2 separate regions of the Mus musculus genome follow, and region 2 is linked to region 1. Evidence: chromatin contacts called from public promoter capture Hi-C data. All regions are on one chromosome and are shown on one strand. Each heading gives the region's core, a stretch centred on a gene start, on an enhancer-like site or on the middle of the called end of the contact. The rest is flanking DNA. Distances are from core to core; before and after follow the strand shown.

Region 1 (6,185 bases), core at 1,781-4,280:
TATGATTGTGTCCCTTTGTTTTCATTGCTACAGAATTTTCCTTTGAAAAGCTGAAGATATAGGACAGTGATAGAGCACTTGCCTGGCATGCACAAGGCCCCAAGTTGGGTCTCTAACAGAGCGATAAAATAAAATATTTTGAGAAACTACAGGAAATTTTTAAGAAAATACTTATATCAGTTCATTGAGAATTTCATATACTATATTTTGATCATATTCACCCCCAGTTCCTCTTTCTAACTTCCCCACCTCCCTACTTCCCCCATCTTCTTGTCATCATTGTTTTCTCCCCCCTCCCCCCCTCCCCCTCCACCTCCTCTTCCCCCTCCTCCTCATTCCCTTCCTTCCTCCTCCTCCTCCTCCTCTTTCATAATGTATTGACTCTAATTTGTTCTGTCCATATACTTCTGGGTGCAAATTGACTTACCAAGAGCTACACCCCTAAATACAACTGATTTCATTTCTATCCCAGAAGCTCTCAACTGTTCATAGGTCCTCAGCTAAGGGTGAAGGCTCATAAACTCTGCCCCAGTCCATGACAGAGTACTGCCTAGGCTTGATCTTGTGCAGGTCTTATGCAGGTGAGATGGCTGCTGTGAGACCGTGCGTGCATGTCCCTGTCATGCCCAAGATCCTGCTTCACCCCTTGAATTCTGGGTTCCCTGACCTCCAACTCTCTCTAAGATAGTACCTGAGCTTTAGAGGTGGGCTTGATATGTATGCCCCACTTGTGGCTGGGCACTCCAGCGATCACCGTCCACTGCACACAAGAAGTTTCCCGATGAGCTCTAAGAGCTGTACTAACTTACGGATACAAAGGCACAGATTTAGAGGGCAGTTAGGCTGTGTCCTTTTAGCAAAATAATAACATTGGCCAAATTTACAGAACCAGATATGTGCTGCCTCCGGTGGAATGGGCTTAAGTTCAGCCAGTAAGTGACTGGCTACCTCATAACATTTGTGGCACTACTGCACCATGGGCATAGCTTACCACCCTGGTCACTACTGCAGCTCACGGGGCTCACAGCTTCCTTTCTCTGATATCCACACTATTGAGGACTATTGAATATTATTGAAGATTTTCCCCACAGCAGCCTGCAGAGTATCTTTGAGTATGGTGAAGGTTAAACAGCAGGGAGGAAGCTTCTTAGTACCAACTTGATTTCTCCATGTCCTGTGATGGGCATGTGTGGGTAAGCAATAGGGTCTTATCATCATGTTCTGGTAGGCAACCAAGCTATGAAAGGCTTTTAGAGCTGGGTATAATGTAGTTCCAGCATTTAAGAAGTGGATCAAGAGTTTAAGGTCACCCTTGGCTACATCATGAAATTGAAGCCATCTTGAGCTACTCAAACCCTTGTCTCAAAAGCAAAACCTGATCATCTATTCTGCATTAATCTAATCAGCGTTCTGATTGTTTCTGCGGTCAAGTTATTACAGATAAATTTGTTTATGCTTTTGTGTGCACATGCATATATTCTGCTTCAGTGTAGACCTAGGAGTAAAACTGTTCATCCTACACAATTGTATTTAGCAAGTAGCAAGAGTTCAGGCCTTTTCTAACTTTCTGCCTGATTTTCCAGTTTTTCTCCTCATTGTGTTTTTCTGCCTATTCAGGATATGAATCCTTTGTTGACTGTATATATTGCACATATCAGCCTAGAGTCAGACAGTAATGACTAGAGAACAAAGCAACGCCTAAGGCACTGCAGTTCTTTCCTGGAGGAATAGAAGTTAACAGCACCACTTTCTGGTTCCTGGTCTCTGGCCAGCCAGGGAATCCCTAAAGCTTTGATTCTGTTGATTGTCACTTTGCTCTAAGATTATGACTAAGGAATTGAGCTTCTAGAATCAGTGACCAGAGTTCTCCAGATTTGGGATAGCCACAGATAGAATCATCAATGAACTGTTCTTTTTTTCTTTTCTTTTCTTTTCTCTTCTTTTCTCTTCTTTTCTTTTCTTTTTTTTTTAATCAAAAGTGTCTTTTAGGGACCTAACTTTATGGATGACTCTTCAGCCCTTTCCACTCATTCCCTGTGTGGTGTCATACCTCTCAGGGAAACCAATCAGGAGAGTTGAATTCTGGACCCCACTTAATCATTACAAGAGATAGTAAGGAAATTCTTAATGCATATACCAAATGAACATGCTAAAGAAACTGGTGATTCTGCAGTTATGCATGGATTCAGAAATCTGTAAGCCCCCAGAGCCCAGAACATTTAATGTTTTGGAGTTCTGTGATTGAATACTGAGGATGCAACCCCCAAGATTACAAAGGTCTCCCTAGAGGAGAACTGTTAACAAACCACACCAGTATGTTTGACATTTGCTCCTTTCTCCAGTAGGCCCTTCCTCCAATGCCCTATGGTGCTCTCATCTGCCCCATATGATATCTTCCTTTCTCTGATATCCATTGCCAAAATGCTTTGTAGCACATGGTGACATGCTCTCACCACGTGGGGAAGGGGTTAATGGTAATCAGCATCTTTACTGTCTCTGAATCTATAGTGGTATACACAGCTATACTGTTCTCTCAATTTCCTGGCCTGACCAAGTTGCTTCCTTTGCCTTCTCTGGGTACCTGTGCCAGGCACACATCTCTGGCGCCTATACAGACACACATCTGTAACCCAGAGGTGCTCCAGAACCAACCTCTACAAGCACATAGTCATCCGGTAGCCTTCAAACCCAAGGTGGCTTGTTCCTCTCTAAGACTTCAAGAAATCCTAGAGAAGCTGTGATCTTTGGGCCTGTACCCCATTGAATGAATAGGCCACACATTGCTGTCCAGTAGACAGTGAGCCACAGCCTCTCTCTACCAGTATGCTGGACCAGACACTAGGCACATTCACAAAGTGAGAGTGTCAAGTGTGTCTGCTCTAATCACCCACCCCAGGCATCAGAGGCTTGTGACACTCACAGGTTAGCCCTCCAGGAAGCAGGCCACAGGACTTCAGGTTGAGCCTGGAGAAAGGTGCCCATGGCCGTCACCTCCAGCAGCTACTTGGCAGGTAACCAGAACATGCTTGGCTCACTCAGCTCTTGGCTGTGCTCCCCAGAGGGAAGTGTTTCTAATCTGTCGTCACTGCTGCTCCCATATACTCTGAGGCATTGTGGCTTTTTCTTGGTGGTTGGGCAGGAAGCCTCCAGAGCCTAAAGGAATTGCCATGCTTGATGACAGACAAAGGCTATTGATGGCTATAAATCACTTAGCTGCTGCCTGGCTTATTTAAGAGGAAGAGGACATGTTAACTATTCTGAGGATAGGCCTTCCTGTGGTGGGTACCCAACTGAAAAGGGATCTCACAGATTGACTCCAGCTGTGCCCGCTGAGTTAAGTGGAAGGAAATGCCCCACTTAGACATGACTTTGCAAAGCCAACCAGCAAATCATCCCATTGACTTGTAGCTCCACCTCACTGGGCATCCTCAAGTGACCCACCTTAAGCAGTGTTGGGCCAGGATCCAAGGTGAGGAAGCCAGAGGCTGACTAGCTGGGACGGCACCACATTGAGTGGGGGCTGTTCTCAAGGAGGCAGATCTGGCTTAGCCCTGAATGTGGAGACTGTGCTATCACCATCATGTCCCTGAAGGCTGTCTAGAGCTCTCTGATTCTGTAGTCATGCCTCCCTTGGGGGAAGTGCTCCACTCACCGACCGGGGCTTTTGTCTCCAAAGCTGAGACATCTCCATCTATGTCCTTCTTGTTCCTTATTTCTTCACATAAGACACTGTGACCACCTTCTCCTGGGTGTGTGACCTAGCTTCGTTAGAGCTGTTTAGAATTCGAGAAATACAATTGTCTTGTAGTTTTCACTGGGAGAGGTCATAACCTTTGCCCGTTAATGTATATATCCTCTTAATGACATCAGCTAGACAAAACTAAGGTTTTAATAACTGAGGATTGTTCAAAATATTTATGTTATGTAAAAAGTGTGTGGGTGTTTTTACAGTATGGAGATTGAACCTAAAAGTTCATACATAGCAGGCAAGTGCTCCACGAGCTGTATCCTTAGCTATTTTTAATTCCTTATTTTGAGACAAAGCTTTTCTAAATTTCCCAAGCTGGCCTAGTTATCCTTGACCTTGGGATCCTCCTGTCTTAGTCTCCAAGTAAGATTACATGACTGCTGTGCCATGCCCAGCTGAAAATGTTTTCTACTGAGTCTCCTACACTCTACACAGCCATTTTCCCTACAGTGAGTGACCGCAGAGTCACAGGGTTTTCCCTTGACTTTACTGAAGCCTTGCCCTGTGTGTCTTTGTCTCTGCCCTGATGACTATCAGAGCAGTTGTCACCTCACCACCTTCTATGTGGTAACTGTGAACACTAGGCCTTGTGGGGACATAGAACCATAGGGAGAGAGGCAAATGTTAGAATTCTCATCCCAGGTGAGAGAAGGTTATAGTTCTGAGCCAAGACTACCCTGGGTGCACCATACAGCAAAGTGCCTGTTCATGCAGACATGACATGTTTCCCACAGCTGCCTTTGAGGACACCTCCTAGTTCTGCACCATCTTCCCCTCTCTGAGATTCTGTATGTTTGTGTTCTACATCTGCCAACTAAGCTAAACTGACTCAACTATTAGATGCATTTTCCTACCCCATCCCATCCTATACCACCCAACTGCACCTCATTTCCCCCATCCCACCCCATCCCATCCCACTCCTCCTCCCTCCCGCCAAATCCCATCATGAAGTGCCTCCTTCCCTGGAGCCTAGCAGGTTGCCCACCACTTTATGCTAAATATGTGTCCTCTATCCTTTAGTATAACCAGACTAGTCAGGTGGTCACCATGTTTTGTGTAAGGAATGCCATTCATCACTGTTCTGCTCATGAAACAGAATGCCCTTTTCACTCCCTCTGACTTTCTCAGTGAATTTTCCAGTGCTGATGTCATCAAACTTGACTCCCAATTTTTAACAACCCTCAGTCTCAGAACTACCAGTCCCCTGCTGAGTACTTCAAGAGGCGGGTCTTGCCTCTGCCTGTGCAACTCAGTGGAATGTGAATGCTTTTGACTGTGAGGTAGAGAGTGCATATTAAGAGGCTTTGCAGATTTTCTGTAGATTCTGGTTCCCAGTACTTAGAGCAGACCTGGGACCCAGCCAGGGGCTGCTGAGGAGTTTGTAGCACTGATGAAGTTCTGAACAGTCCCTCCAGCAGAGCTAGCACACTGCGGATGCTCAGCAGACACCGGGTGCACGCCTCTCCTCGCAAGCATGGATTGCTTCCCCTGCATCCTTAATCTTAGCATGATGCCTCCGTTTCTTCTAAAGCACCAGGCGCCCGTCTCCTTCACTTACTCTAGATGGTTCTCATGGTGGAGGTTAAGAATTCCCCATCTGAACTCTAAACCAAATACCTTATGAACTTCCAAGTTTTAGATTTTAGAGCATTTGAGATTTTATGTTTGTATTCCAGAGCCTATGCAAATATTCACAAATCTGAAAATGAAATCTGAAGCACTTTTGGTCTCAGCATTTCAGATAAGAGGTTAACAGCCTGTATGCTAATCATATTTATGGAATACTTAGCAGTGTGTTGGCCCCTAAGATAAGAACTGATGAAACATCTACACCTTCCTGGAATAACCTGAGATTCCACAGACCCTGTGGTGTTTGGAGCCCCATTCCTGTGCCCATTGAGTTACCAAGACCAGAAAACCACTATTGCCATTGGGCTCTTGGGAAATAAAGGTTCCATTCACATAAGGATGCCCACTCCACACCTACCACCATCATTTTTGCAGTCCCTTCCTGTTCAGGCAAGCTCACCATGGGAGCCAAGCCAGTGCTGTTCAGATCCCAGTAGCAATATCCACAGCCAGAGAGATGCAGAAGTCATATAGGCAAGAGCCTATATGCGGACTGTTACATACCAGACAGTTGTGTCCCCACTGCTAAACCTAGAGAAATGTTCCACAAATGGCCCAGATTGCAAGAAGAACCCTGGGAAATTCTACCATGCATCTCACAAATTAGAAGACCAGTCATTGTGTGTATTGTAAGATCAATGTAAACCTCATGCCTTTGCTTGTCTAGCTAGAGCCAAGCACTGTGCAGTGCATGGAAACAATAAAGGTCCAGAGAACCCACTGAGGGAGACAGGCATGGAAAGCAATATTTATAACAAATACTTAGGGTGGGGCATGATGGGAGAAATGTCCTTGGGCTCAATCAGCT
Region 2 (6,649 bases), core at 213-2,712, 360 kb before region 1:
CCTGCTGCTGCCACAGAGGTTCTCTCTACTAGGAGGGGGCAGGCATATCTGCATGCCTGCCTCACCTGAGGGACAACAGCCCCAGAAAGGCATCCTAGCACTTGACTGCTTGGCTGCTGGCACAGGGCTGGTGGTACATCTTTCTCTCCCTCTTTCCAGGATCTCTCTAACAAGTTTCCAGTTGGCTAGCTGGCCAGTGGTCAGTGGTGGGTTTGGAGGCTGGGACTGCATAAGCCTGTCTCTATTTTTCTAGAGGAAGCCAGATGGAGTACTCTAAGGCTGAACCTGGTCTCTGACCTGGCCCGTGTTCACTTTTTTGTTGTTGTTGTTTTTTAAATCTGTAAAATGGGATATGTGAGGTGGCAGGCAAATGTCTGGGTACACTTGATCCCATGCCTAAATTGGTTGGGGGAAGGTCACAGAACATAGGGATCAGGGAGGAAACCAAACAGTCTGCGAAGGACAGTGATAAGAGCTTGGCTCTCTTGGGTGCAGAGCTAGGCGAGCGGGGAGCGTCCGATGGTGTTACTTACCGCCGCCAGGGGTAGCTGCACTAACATCCCAGACCGCTCATGGAGCCGATCCGGTCCAGCTTGAGGCCAAAGCAGCCTTTGGACAAGCCCTTCTTGTTGCCGCCTTTGTATTTGCGCGCGTTGGGGTGCTCGTGCAGAAGGCGGGCCCAAGCAGCCCGGGACTTGGTGTCCACACGCAGGTCCCGGAGCAGTCGCGATCGGTCTCCCTTGAGATTGGCTCCCCCGCTGCCTGGAGTCTTGTCACCCTTTTTCTGATTGCCACCAGCTGCCTGGGAATCCGCCAGCTCCTCCCCTGGCGGGGTTCTCGGGACCTGTCGGAGAAAAGAGTGGACAGGTGAAAGAGTGCACCGATGTAGCATAGATGACTTTTACGGGGCCCAGAGTGGCGTGGCCCTTCTCAGCCATGAGCGTGCCTCCACCGATGCGGGACAGCTGAGTCCAGCATCCACCTGCCACGCAGCCTTCTTGCCTGCTCCTCCGGGGAGCCCATTGCTCTTCCCGTGCCGCAGGTCATGCTGGGCACATTGGGGCACGGGAGGTGTGCATGTGTCGACATTCTCCCGAGGCTGGGAAATGAACCCGAGAAGTCCCCGCTTTGAGGGAGCAAGTCCGAGGGGGTCTGCCTTTCCGGGTTCTCTGCTCCCTCCTGCGCACCACATCTTTCCACGCCCCTCACAAGCCCAGCGTCCCCGCGACAGCACCCACCTTCGGTGGTGTCCCGGGCTTGGCTTCAGAGGGCCGGAGCGAGAGTAGCGCGAGCAGCAGGGCGCAGGCGATCAGCTGGGAGAGGTGCATGGTGCCGATGGGACCGAGGTGTGCAGACGGTCTGCAGCCGGGACTGCCGGTGAGCAGTCGGATAGGCGGATGCGGAGCAGGATTGCCAAGCGAGCACAGGTCCTACTGCTGTGCGGCGCCGGCTGGGTGCGCTCTGAGTCCGTGGCTCCGCTGGAGCCTTTATAATCCAACCTGCCGCTGATGTCATCTTCCCGCCCACCGGGCCTCCAGGGCCAATGGCACAGCGCACGCGGCCGAATCGACGGCCCGGAGGGGGCCGGGAGGGGGCCGGGAGGGGGCCACGGGGGCTCCCTCTTCTGCTCCAACCCACATCCCACCTCCGAAGGAGCCGGCGGCTCGGCTCGCTGCGCTCAAAGCCACAAAGCGGCGCGCAGAAAAGAACTCCATTTGTAGAATGCGCTTCGCCCTAGTACTCAGGCTTCTAGGCGTCCCTGCGCTGTGTATCTGCTGCTCCTGATACGTGTCTGTACTCCTTCTGCAGGTGCAAAGGCTTAGAAGAAATGTCCTTTATGCAAAGTTACACAGGTTGAAAGTTGGTGCGGCCCAAAATCTACACAGATCGCTCTGTTTCCAAACTCTTCACAAATGCTGCCACGCGCTAGCCAGGGTGGAAGGGCTGACCATGTCTACACGCTCAAACATGGGGGCGGCAGAGGATGGGGTTAGTAGATCCCAGTGGGAAGTGGAGGGAGAGCTTGAATGTTGTAGCTGCAAAGGAGACTTGTAAGTCTCGGATACCCACGAGTGAGAGGATGTCATCAACCCACGAGTGTGAGCCAGGAGTTTGTGTGTGTGTGTGTGTGTGTGTGTGTGTGTGTGTGTGTGTGTGTGTGTGTTGGGAGGTTAGGAGGCAGGTAGCTTTCCTTCAGTGATGTACTGGCCCTTCCTGAAGGTGGAGATGTCCACTTTAGTGTCCTGAATACCCTAAGAAACTATGGGCAGTACTGGGTTTTAACCAGCTCCAAGCCTCAATAGGCCATCGCCATTGAGTTTGGGGTTGTAGTTGCCTTCTGGCTATAGGGACCGGGCCACTTATTTCTGCTGCACACAATTCCTCGCCTTGACCTGGAATCTTGGTCCATCGGACTCTAGGGAGCTCTGCAATTTAGAGCCACGAGAGAACTTGTAGTTTCAAGAATGGAGTGATGTGCAAGAGTTTGTGTCCCTTCTCCTGAGCAGGATGCAGGCTTGAGCGAGGGAAATGAATGTTGGCAGGGTCCCTGTGGTCTCATGGAGCAAAGAGCCTGGGAGAGAGGACGAGAAGCAGGAGCCAGTTAGCTTCTTACAGAGAAAGGGAAGTGGGAAGAGAGGGTAGTGGGAAGACTGCTGGGATGGACATGGGTCTAGAGGACCCAATGCTTCTGGAGGATACAGAGGAAGCAAGAGTGTACTGAGTGTGCCGTCTACTTCCTCGTCCTTTCCTAGCATGCAACCCAAAGACTCCAAATGAGGACCACAAGCTCCTTCCAGCCTTTCGTTTGGGAAATGACTCACAGGTGAGGTTTGATTTGAGTCAGCATATTGCCCAAAGAAAGATCTAGACATCAGTTTCAAGTCCTTTGTCAGTTCTGGAAGGTTGGTGGCTCATCTCCATTCAGCTCCTCCCTCCATGGCCTTTCTGTGTTACTACATACGAAACGACAACCGTGTTGTGCTTGAGAGGGAGAGAGAGAGGAGAAAGGAGATGAGGGTGAGGCCTTCAGCTGCTTCATGGAGTGTCTTTCGCCTAAGGGGCAGGAGAGTACCATCCAAGCTTTGAGACCGCAGCAGTGTCTTATAAGGCCCCTTATTAAGGATAAGTTGGGACTGTTCAGTCTTGATAGCTACTTTCTAAAGGACTACAGATGGTTTTCTTTTATCCTGTCTTGGTAATGGGCTGGTAACTAGGTCTTCTTCAGGAGGTTTGAGGCTTTGTAAAACTGATGATACCCATGGTCTTGTGGGGGATGACTACATCTGTACTACAATCGACATCTCTTCAAGGAAAAATTTATCTATCTATCTATCTATCTATCTATCTATTTATTTATTTGTGTGTGTGTGTGTGTGTGCGCGTGCATTCGTGTGTGTGTGTGTGTGTGTGTGTGTGTGGTGCAGGCATGTGTGTACTGTGATGTATTTTGGTGTGTGTGTGGATGTCAGAGGACAGCTTGCAGGAGTCAGTTCTCTTCCATCATGTAAATCCCAGGGAGGAACTTGGGCTTCTTGGTGGCAAGCCCCTTCGCACATTAAGCCATCAAGTTGGTCCTGCAGGGGAATCTTCTGATGACCTACAGCTTCTGATCTCTGAGTGTAGTCATCTATGGTAGGTCCTGGATGAGTTAACCTTGGGCTAGGCTTTCCTGCCGCTTCTGGTGCTGCTACTGAACCGATTCCTTTGTTGGGGCAGGAACCTGTGGGCAGAGAGTCTGGGGGTGGGCTGTAGGGACATTGGGGCAGGGAGGCAATGGACACATATGTGCTCAGAGACTGAAGGTCTGCTGCTCCTCATGGCTTCCTTCCTGGGCCTAGATTTGGGATCTTAGCTCCCTTTCTCTGGGAAGTCTACTTCTCCTGCCTTTGGCTCTGGGAACCCAGTGGAGATGGAGGAGCAGTGGTCCAGCCCACTGAGCAGCTTAAATGAACGGACCAGGCACTGAGCTGACTGTTCAGTGTTAAAGCTTTGCCCGGGGGCTGGAGAGATAGCTCAGCAATTAAGGCCACAAATCGCTCTTGCAGAGAACCTGGGGGAAACCTCACAACCCCTTGACACTCTAGCTCCAGGGGTTCTGATGTCTCCTTCTGACCTCTTCAGGCAACTATACTTATGTACACATACCGTACTCAGACACAGACTCATGCACAATTGAAAATAAATCTAAAAGTATCAACAAACTGAAATCTTCAATTCCTCCTGACTCAAAGGAAGGAAAAGAGGCCCTTGGGGCTCAAGGGATTAGTAGTTTTATTGGACATCTGACCATTTGTCATCCATGACTGTTCTACATACCTACAGGGCTGCCCTTCAACCTACTCTGTAGTCACTGAGTTCCATTCCAGCGCAGGAGTGGGCCACAGAATAAACACTGGCTTCATCGGTTGGGAAACATGATGACGGAGATGGTCATGTCAGGAGGGCTTTTTTCTCAATCTGAGCCAACAGAACATGCTTTCCAGTGAAGAAGTCTGAACTGGGCATATAACATAGGAAAAAAAAAAAAAAAAGAGGGTCAGAGTGACCTCTTTGGGTTAACTGGAAGATGAGGGCTTAGAAGTACTGTCTAAGAAACATACAAACAACAACAAAACCCAATCGAACGAGAAGCTTGCTAAAAGACAACCCTAGGAAGCTGAGACAGCCAGCCAGTGGAGGTAAAGAGACAAGATCGAGGGAGGTTAGATGGCTTGAGGTGGGGTGCCCAGGGGAGGGCAGGCCTGGGGGAGAGGCAGTTCTGGGGCCCAAGGCAGTGTCCATGCAAGAGGTGACAGAGGGTTGTCTTCATAAAGTCATTGTGCACATAGGGTGGGAGGGTAAGTGAGCCTGGGGGTGCGGGAAAGTTAAGGCAGAGGAAGAGGCGCTGGTTGGGGGGCAGGGACAGAAAGAGCAGGGAGTGATGGCAGTCAGATCAAAGCTGACCTATGACAAACCTCAAACCTCAGGCATCAAGTATGGCACAGCCAAGGCCCTTCTCTCTCTCCTGGGTCTTTGAAGGGCAGGGGTCTGAGAAAAAAGACCTCATCCTCATGACCCCATTTCCCCACCCCCTTTTCCTTTCCAAGAAGGAGATGGGAAAGCGTGCCCATTGCAGAGGACCTTCTGGAACAGTCGCTGTCCAGACCGGATGGAAAGCTAAAGAGGTCCCATTGTGAAAGGTGTGTAAAGCTTCCGGGAACCTGAGGGGAGGGCCGCTGCGACAGGACTGTCCCCTCAAGAACAGGTGGTAGGCAGGAGCTGCTGGCAGCGATGCCCCCTCCTGGCCCTGGGATAACAGGGGTGGATTCTCAGGCCCTCAGAGGAGAGAGCATTGCTGAGAAACCCATCTGTTTTCCCTGCAATTATTTCATCCCGGGGCCCCCTTCCAGCTGCATAACTTCTCAGAGAGGATACTAAACAGGCTGTGAGCTGTTGTTGGGGAGGCCAGGCAGGGAAATTGCAGCGGGATCCTAGCCAGATCTCATCATTGTGCAGGGCCTTCGGTTTCACCACCTGTAATTGGGAAAAGGCCGTCCTTGCCTCCTGGATGGGGGCAGAGGGAATCTGGCGGAGGCAGCAGGAAGCAGCTGAGGCATATGGGGATCTGACTGTTACCGCTCACACGTACGCACTCTTCCCGGTGGTGGGGCCCAACATGATGAATGGGACTGCTTGATAGCGCACAGCCGTGGGGGACACGGAGGCTTGGCTAGGTCTCCTTGAACCTGGCACCTCCCTCAAGAGGCCTGCACCTAAGGGCCTGCCCTGGAGGAGAGGAGCTGGATGCCAAGAAAACGTCATCAGGCATCCTTTGTAGGCCAGAAATTCCAGGAAAGATTTGAGTCTTTTCCTGACCCTAGGACACCCCCACCTGACAAGGCAGCTGCCCCTCTTCCCCTTTCCCAGAGGCCCTGCCAGCACCTGCTCCAGATGGCCTCCAACCCCAATGTCCTACGCAGGCCTATGACGTCAGAGTTTATCCCTCTCCACCCGTCTTTTCTCGTCCTTGTAAAAAGAAAAGATAGGTCCTTACTGGTAGATTCGGTTCCTTTGGGGGAAGAAGCGATCGTCCTCCGACTGTCGGCAGGCAGGTGAGAGGGCAGGGCTGAGTCTTGACCCCCCGAGAAAGTGTTCAGAGTAATGGAGATGCCTTCCCAGCAGAGCCAGGCTCAGCACCCCAGCGATGTGAGGCCTGCACCAGATGTTTGAGTCTGCTGCCAGGCCATTGCCCTGGGGACAGGTCTCGCCTTGGCTGGGCTGTGGTAAACCGCTGGTCCTACACAGCTTTCCAAGCAGTGAGCCACGCTCTTCGGCTGCTGTGAGGACCTTTGTGACAGCCCCCCTTCTTAGTTTAGACCCCGCAGGGAGGTTCATGTTATCTCATCTTAGAGAGAATGTTTCAGATTTTCTGGGGGCCACAGTCTTTAAGGGAGTTACTTCTGGAGGACAGAAGGGACCCCAAGTGTCTTCTGGAAGCCCCTTAAAACGGCCCTTTCACAGATAGAATCATGAGATGGGGTGGCCAGGATCTTCAGGCCACAGTGAGCTCGAAGGAACGTTTCCCTGGGTTTCCTAATCCTGAATTTCTCTGTAGACGTTTGCCCCCATATGACCATGCACTGCCCCTGACCAGTGGTCAGTTTCTAGA

Evidence for each region. Promoter capture Hi-C pulls out the DNA fragments that hold promoters and counts their contacts.
Region 2: a promoter capture Hi-C map of liver shows a contact between it and region 1. The contact joins the promoter of Nppc here to the enhancer-like site in region 1. A contact is called at or near these places in 18 of 39 promoter capture datasets (the C10 cell line, the HPC-7 cell line, the SN4741 cell line and 12 more), 1 of 15 datasets of contacts at CTCF or cohesin (the NIH/3T3 cell line), 36 of 484 Hi-C or Micro-C datasets (the G1E-ER4 cell line, the N1E-115 cell line, adipose-derived mesenchymal stem cells and 24 more), 22 of 115 datasets of contacts at active chromatin or transcription factors (VIP interneurons, craniofacial prominence, differentiating embryonic stem cells and 15 more) and 4 of 9 other capture datasets (adipose tissue, embryonic stem cells, liver and 1 more).

What each region holds. Positions count from the first base shown.
Region 1 is chr1:87,025,906-87,032,090 of GRCm38.p6, forward strand. The region is part of intron 14 of Dis3l2 (DIS3 like 3'-5' exoribonuclease 2); the gene reads left to right. Among named protein-coding and RNA genes, the nearest start is that of Gm28375, 39 kb to the right of the region's middle. Within about 2 kb of position 3,031, at least 32 of the 459 cell types and tissues checked have an H3K27ac peak or open chromatin away from gene starts, as enhancers often do. A contact at or near this core is called in bone marrow-derived macrophages, granulosa cells, heart atrium and 3 more, where this site is marked.
Region 2 is chr1:86,669,111-86,675,759 of GRCm38.p6, forward strand. It overlaps Nppc (natriuretic peptide type C), which reads right to left and starts at 1,463. Exons shown (of 3, transcript NM_010933.5): 1 at 1,239-1,463; 2 at 534-844. The coding sequence starts at 1,328. The coding sequence ends at 554.